Regions from separate parts of the Zea mays genome. Here region 1 is linked to region 2. The links are chromatin contacts, called in public Hi-C maps. All regions are on one chromosome and are shown on one strand. The core of a region is the stretch at or near the end of the contact, and the rest is flanking DNA. Distances in the headings are between cores, read along the strand shown. Region 1 holds the start of LOC100216889 (putative membrane-associated kinase regulator 4). Region 2 holds the start of LOC103635765 (ras-related protein RABE1c).

What was found. A called contact is a pair of places that touch in the nucleus more often than the background predicts.
Region 1: a contact with region 2 is called in a Hi-C map of ear, with 2.3 times the contacts expected there. The contact joins the promoter of LOC100216889 here to the promoter of LOC103635765 in region 2. A contact is called at or near these places in 3 of 25 Hi-C or Micro-C datasets (ear, leaf and tassel).

Annotation. Positions count from the first base shown.
Region 1 is chr8:119,765,657-119,769,073 of Zm-B73-REFERENCE-NAM-5.0, reverse strand. LOC100216889 (putative membrane-associated kinase regulator 4) reads left to right here and starts at 1,444. Exons shown (of 1, transcript NM_001143276.1): 1 at 1,444-3,029. The coding sequence starts at 1,643. The coding sequence ends at 2,851.
Region 2 is chr8:119,479,483-119,483,118 of Zm-B73-REFERENCE-NAM-5.0, reverse strand. It overlaps LOC103635765 (ras-related protein RABE1c), which reads left to right and starts at 1,736. Exons shown (of 9, transcript XM_008658144.4): 1 at 1,736-2,042; 2 at 2,123-2,246; 3 at 3,505-3,577. The coding sequence starts at 2,174.

The DNA.
Region 1 (3,417 bases), core at 195-2,694, 290 kb before region 2:
CTATGCGTGTAATTCATTTCCTTTCATTGCACATTAATTTTATCATAAATTCGTGTGTATGCAGCTGGTAACAGATTTTTACGCAGTATATCGAATTGCATAATTATTAACACAATGTAGCATATTTAGTCTCAGTATATATCATAAAATGGTCCTTACGCGTCTAGCTGCATGGCTGTTGCAGCGATCCTAAATTTATGGAGGAAATAAATGATTTAAAAACAGAAACTGCCGCACATATCTTTCCTAAATTTATGCGCATGCATTGGATCGTGTTTGACTCATGCATGCATTCCTTTTTTTGCGCTAACAGACGTGGAGCAGGTGGCGCACCCGACAGCCTGTTTGGGCGTGCTGGGTGAACCAGTTTGCACGGTGGTCGGCCTAGACTTTCTTTAACTATTGGAAGCCCAGGGCTCCCGTTATACCTGCCATATATATATATATATATATATATATATATATATATATATATATATATATATATATATATATATATATATATATATATATATATATATATATATATGCACTGTTCCATCCGAAAATTCCGCTAAAATAAAAAGGTCAGAGCAGCTTTCAATTTTGCACCAATAGGGAAAAAGACTAGTACTTGAATAAAGATTTTTGTTTAGACTAAACGTATATTCATTAATTAATTTATAGATGTAGTTTGTATATATATCTATATGCATTATCATTTATTGGAATATGGACGGAAAAAACTGCTAGAGAGAACTATTTTTTATGACGGAGAGAGTATCTTTGAGTAGGTTATACAATTAACTATTTTTGTTAGGAGCTATGTAGACTTTTTAATGTACAATGTCAGTAAACTTATATCCAAAACCATCACGTGAGTTAGTTATTTATTAGATGATTTTCTATAGTTAAAAGGGCAGAACGTAGAGTTCCTCGTCATCATAGGTAAAAGAGCGAGATAAACAACTAGTAGTAAGAGTCGAGAGGATTGAAATTCCAGCACCCCAAGGAATCCCAGCACAGATCCTGCGTATCGTCCGTACCGCTCGTAACTCGCCCAGGCACTAGTTACGATCATTGCCGCATCCTACAGCGATCCAATGAAACAAACATTATTTTCTACTTCTAGTACCAATAGTGCACTTTGCTGTACGTGGCATAGGAGTGATATGAAATGGCACGAGGCAGCCATGGAAAGACGAGAAGCATGCTGTCAGTCTGCAGAAAGAGCAGCAGGCAGGGCAGAGGCGCCACCAAACCAAACCAAAGCCGGGTTTTCATCAGAAAAGAAGGCGCCAAAGCCAGGGATGGAGCGATGAGTGAGCGACACCCGGAGGACAGCGACGGCCAGGGCCACTGTTGCTGTTGCTGTTGCTGTTGGCTTCGTGCTCGTGCAGCGGCAGGGACAGGGAGATGGCCGAGAGCCCGAGACGCGAACAAGAAGCAGATCATGCGGGAGGAGACGGTAGGGCGGGCCGGCGGGGCGGGGCCCCTGTAAAGCACGAGCCTTGTTAGCAAAATTATATATAAATAAACCCCACTCCATCGATTCCTCTGCCGTTTTTAGCACCGAATCATCGCAGACGCACGCCACGCCGCAGCACTCAGCACTCCGGTTCGGGCGTTCGGGCAGGCGAATTAGGGATACGTTGGAGGAGCAATGGCGGGAAGGCGAGAGGAGTGGGGTGGAGAGGTACTGCAGCGGCAACGGGAGGAGGAGGAGGAGGAGGATGAGGAAGAGCAAGAGGATGAGGATTTCATCGACATGGACCTGAGCTCTGCCGCGGCCAGGACGCCCGTGGCGCATGAGTTCGAGTTCATGTCGGCGCCGCTGGACCGGTGGGGCGAGACCCTGGCTGCGTCGCCGGCAGACGAGCTCTTCTACAAGGGGAAGCTGCTGCCGCTGCACCTGCCGCCGCGCATCCAGATGGTGGAGGAGCTCCTGGACGGCCGGGGCCGGGGCCGCGGCAGGGACAGGGACAGGGACAGGGAGCTCCTGTTCCGCGGCGTCAGCAGCACGGCCCCGGCGACGCCGTACGAGTCGTGCAACGCGTCGCCGGCCAACTCGTCGTGCTACGGCTACGGCTACGCCAGCGGGGAGCTCAACGTCGAGGAGTACTTCCAGGAGTACGCGGCCGGCCTGGCGCTGGCGGAGGACGCCGCCGCGGCGCCGAGGAAGCCGTGGTCCAGGAGGCTACGGTTCATGAGGCAGCTCAACCTGGGCCTCCGGCTCAGGGCGTCCAAGGCGTACCTCAAGACCATCTTGTTCGCGGCCAGGCCGGGGAGCCCGGCCGACGAGAAGAGCGGTCTTGGCGCCGTCGCCGCGAGGGGCGCGCGGGAGGAGATCGCCGCCCATGGCCACGGCCACCTCAGGGCGTGGACAAAGAACCCGTTCGCCCAGACCAGAATGAACACCAGGTGCGTCGCCTCTCACGGTGGCACCAGCCGCGCCGCTGCCGCTGCCGCTGGAGGGCGGTGCAAGGAACGCGAGCACGGGGCGCACAGGCGCTCCTTCTCCAGCGTCATCGTCCGCTACTCTCCGTCGAACAAGACGTCCCCCGTCCCCGCGCTGCCGCCGTCCTCGTGCTCCTCCTCATCGGCCTCCTCGTCGGTCCGGACCTCGAGCGGGTCGTCCGACGGCGGCGTGGGGCCGACGCTGAGGAGGAGCAGCAGCGCGAGCTCGGAGGTGGAGAACCCCGTCCAGGGGCTCATCGCCTACTGCAAGAGGTCCCAGCAGCTGGCCTCCGTCCGGAAGAGCGCCAGCGACGCCGGCTTCCGCTTCCTGTCGTCGTCCGCGTCCAGGATCGCCGCCGAGTCCGAGTCCGAGTCCGACGGCCTCGACGAGCTCACCGAGATCTGCAGAGGATGACGATACGATAGTGCTCCATGAACGATGAATCCCGATCATTGTACAATGATGCAAATGCGTTCTGGAGATTTTGTGAAGGAAAAAAAAACTGAAATTTGTGGCGTTGACCGCGCGCCCTTTGTCAAGTGTCATGATGATATCGTTCAAATGAATGGCATCTGAACTTTGAGCCTTGACTAGTTCAAGAGGACATTGCGTGTTGTGGAACAGCTGTAGGGTTTTTCCATGGATGAGGAAAACCAATAGCAGAGCCTTATTTACATCACTTTAGAATTGGTTCAAGTACATTACAAGCTCGTTATGGAACAGCTGAGTTTCATGGATGAGTAGAATCAATAGCAGAGCCTTACTTCCATTACATCACTTTAGAGCCCGTTCAGTGACAAGGGTATTCAAATAAATACCTAAGATTTCAATACAAAAAATAAATATAAAAGATAATTTTAGTTTTTATCAATCTTATGCTCATCTAAGACTCCATTTTAACGTGTTATAAAATTGTTGATATATAAATATATAATATATAATATATGTGGTATTATACGTATCAAATTTTAAGACTTTAT
Region 2 (3,636 bases), core at 487-2,986:
TTCGAAGGGAGAGACGCATGGAGGCTGACGACGACACGAGTAATGGCATTGGGCAGATATCAGGAAGAGTCGAGACTCCGTTCATAAATATATTATATCGTTAACTTTTTTAAAAAAAACTTTAACTACTCGACTTATTAAAAAATAACAAATTATTATTTATTTTTTGTGATTTGTTTTATCACTTAAGATAGTTTATGCTTAACTTAAAATTTTACATCTTTGAATAAATACTTTGAATAAGACGAGTGATTAAAGTTTTTTAAAAAAAGTTAAACAATGTCATATATTTATGAACAGATACAATAATTACTATCTTTTTAGAACAATCACAGATCAATATGCAACCGTTTCAGTTAACGAAAGGTAGTCTGATCTTTTATTTAACATACTAATATGTTCTAAACTTATTAAGCATCGACATGATTGTATTTATTTAAGGATATAGAGAATATGTAACTTTTATAATGGTCAAATGTCAACAAAAATTGATGGACTTACATTTCTGAATAGAACAATTACTAAGGTTATTCCTATTCCATTGTTTCTTGTCACGATATCATAAATTGCCACATCGTATGTTAATATAGAAGATATAATTGTTTCAATGTATAGTATCATATGTTGTTTTATAGTCCCACAAAACAACTAAATTACAGTTTTTGGAGCTTTTCTAAAAAAAGCTACGACAAGGCTTTTAATCCCGATAAGCCAATAGCTTTTCGGTGATGCTATTAACTTTTAAACTTAGGCATCTAGAAAACCCCATAAAATCAGGCTTCGGCTCACTAACTGACCGACCTCAGCTCGCCCATTCAACGAGTTGCAAAAGGAGACTCGACTCTTCTCGATGTTGGCTCGTGAGCCGGCACAGATCACGAGATGCACTTTGATAAATAATGTCATATTATATAGTGAATTAATAGCCTATAAATGTGAATATAGAATCAACATTCAACATTATGACTAATCTAAATTATAAGTTATCATATATCCATCATTAAAGACTAAGAAACCGAGATGAATATTTATAAAATTATTCAATATCAATCATCATTGTATAGATTGATTAAATTGGTGCAACTTGCGAGCTAGAATGAGTCGGCTTGCACCAGTGAGCTTAAAAACCTAGTGTTGAGCCGAGCTACTTCGAACTCGAGTCGGCACACGAGTCTTGAGCTTGTTTTCCAGCCCTATTCTCAGGTTTTCATGTAAACTCAGTTTTTTAGAGCTTTTGGCTTTTTGGAAGCTAAACTAAACAGATATTTGCTTGTTTTACCATATGTCTTTTCACACTAGGAAGCTAACAAGAAGCTCAAACAAACAGAGCCTTAGGTGGTTCATGTTTTAATGCATATGATCTTGTGTCTAAGTGGTATCTCCCTTGTTCTCTTTTCTCTTTACTCATATACCCAATCAATTTTTCATCATATATGTCATGTATCAAATGAGTATGACACCATACAACGGAAGTAGGCCAATAATATATTAATGTACTATTAATTCATTATTAGTGATGAGTTTCAATGCACTGTTTCAATATTGACACATCAGATTTAAACTAAGTAATCGTGTAAGTTTTATCCTCATAAAACTCTACCCTCTCCCATAAAATTCTTTCTGTATATTTTCTTTTAATTGTACTTACATGTTATTAAGAGTGATGATGTGTCACAGCATCCTACTGAGAATGACCTTATCTTCCACAAGTTCTCATAGCACGTACTACTAGCTGAAATTGTATTGTGGCCGGCATCTCCATTAGCGCAGAATAGCGTCCGGCAGATCACCACTTCACCGGTAGGTGGCTGAGCGCCTCGGGTTAAAGTAAAGTGTTAAACACCTGCACTGCACCGCAAGTAACCCAACCCTGCTTCCAGTGCAAGTGACTGACCCCGTGACCCGGCCCATCATAACAAATCAAACCATCACCCGACTTGTTTACCCCCGAAAATTTGCCGTCTTCTCATCTCGCTCCCCTCTTTGCGCCGCCCCCAGATCCGGCACCGCCCGCTGCTCGAACCCGCACCCCACGCCCGCAGGTGAGCGCCTCCGTTCCGCCCCGTCGCCACCATTCCCTCTTCTCTTCTGTTTGCTCACGAAGCGTGCGTTCTCTCTGCAGGCCGGGACCGGTGGGCGCGCGCCGGGCAGTAGGAGGGAGAGGAAGGGCGGCATGGCGGCGCCGCCGGCGAGGGCCCGGGCCGACTACGACTACCTTATCAAGCTTCTTCTCATTGGGGATAGCGGTGGGTGCTGCTAGATCTCTTTGTCTCAGTAAACGGTTGTATAAGGGCGTAACGCCGTTCGCGCGCTCGCGTTCTAGGGATCGGAGTTGGATTCGTGCATATGCGCAGTGTGGATCTTGCTCATGTTGCCCGTGGTCGTGTTCCCTCGATTGATCCGTCTTCCGTCTGTGGTAGAGAGCGGATGGGATGTTGCTTGCTTGCTGGTCCTTCAATCCTTTGTGCTTTCGGACTAACGTAACCTAGCGTACCATACGTTAATCAGTAGGTTATTAGCATCATCGGAATTGTGCACTAGTGAGAAGGATGGATTGTGTTTTTCTGTGAGTTTTGAACATTCACTTTGAGTTGCTGTGACTTGTGAGTGTTTTTTTTCCTTTGATGATGAGCATTCATTCGTGGAAACTCTTCGGTTCAAGGAATAAGCCCATTGGAAATAGTCTTGTGGAAATGTTACTCTGCAGATTAAGATGGTAGACTGGTTCAAAGGTTGACATGTTGAATAATTGAATTGATGCTTCCTGGTTAAGTGATTACTTGTTTTACCCATTATTGCATTGAGCAGAGACTACAATATTCACTTCAAACTGCACCCACTTTAGGGGCTTTAGACAATGTAGAATTATTTATTGTGATGTTGCTTGCTGTTCTATCTTCTATAATTATTTGCTTGTGAGTGTGTACCATGTAACCATGAATTGTATGAAACACGCTGTGAGTTTTTGTGGGGCGGATAACTTGTAAAAGTGGCAGCTGCTGGGTGTTAGACGGAGCAGCGAACTGTTGAATGAAAAATCCTGGGTTGGAAACTGCCTCTACGGAAATTTGGCTAAGGCTTATATAGCCAGGAAATATGCCTCAACTAAATAAGAGCATTGTCGTGTTCTCTCTATTTTAGATTTTATTATCTATATTTCCATCTTTCCTGGACATCTTTTGCTGAGACCGACAAAGTGTTTCTCGGCACACAATGGTGATGGCTTCCAATGTCATCCATGTCTGTATGCATTGATTTTGAGCTTATCTAGTATTTGATTGAAGTTTGTTGATTCTTGGCATAACCTTGTCATTGTACTTATTCCTGAGTCCTTCGTCCAGCAGCTGTATTGTGACAACATGTAAAGTGTAGATCTTGATAGCTAAGGTACAAGGTTATGTTTTTGACTGAATAGTTAATGCATAAGGGATAGTGGCATGTTCATCAGTAAAGCTTATGATTGCGTCAATTGCGTGATCTCATTTACTCCTTATCTATGTTCAGGTGTTGGCAAGAGTTGCCTCCTGTTGCGGTTCTCTGATGGTTCCTTCACTACAAGCTTTATTACCACAATTGGGTAGGTCCCTTTGGTGTTGTCAAGATTGTTAAACTGCTCATCATGCTTTCTTACATCAA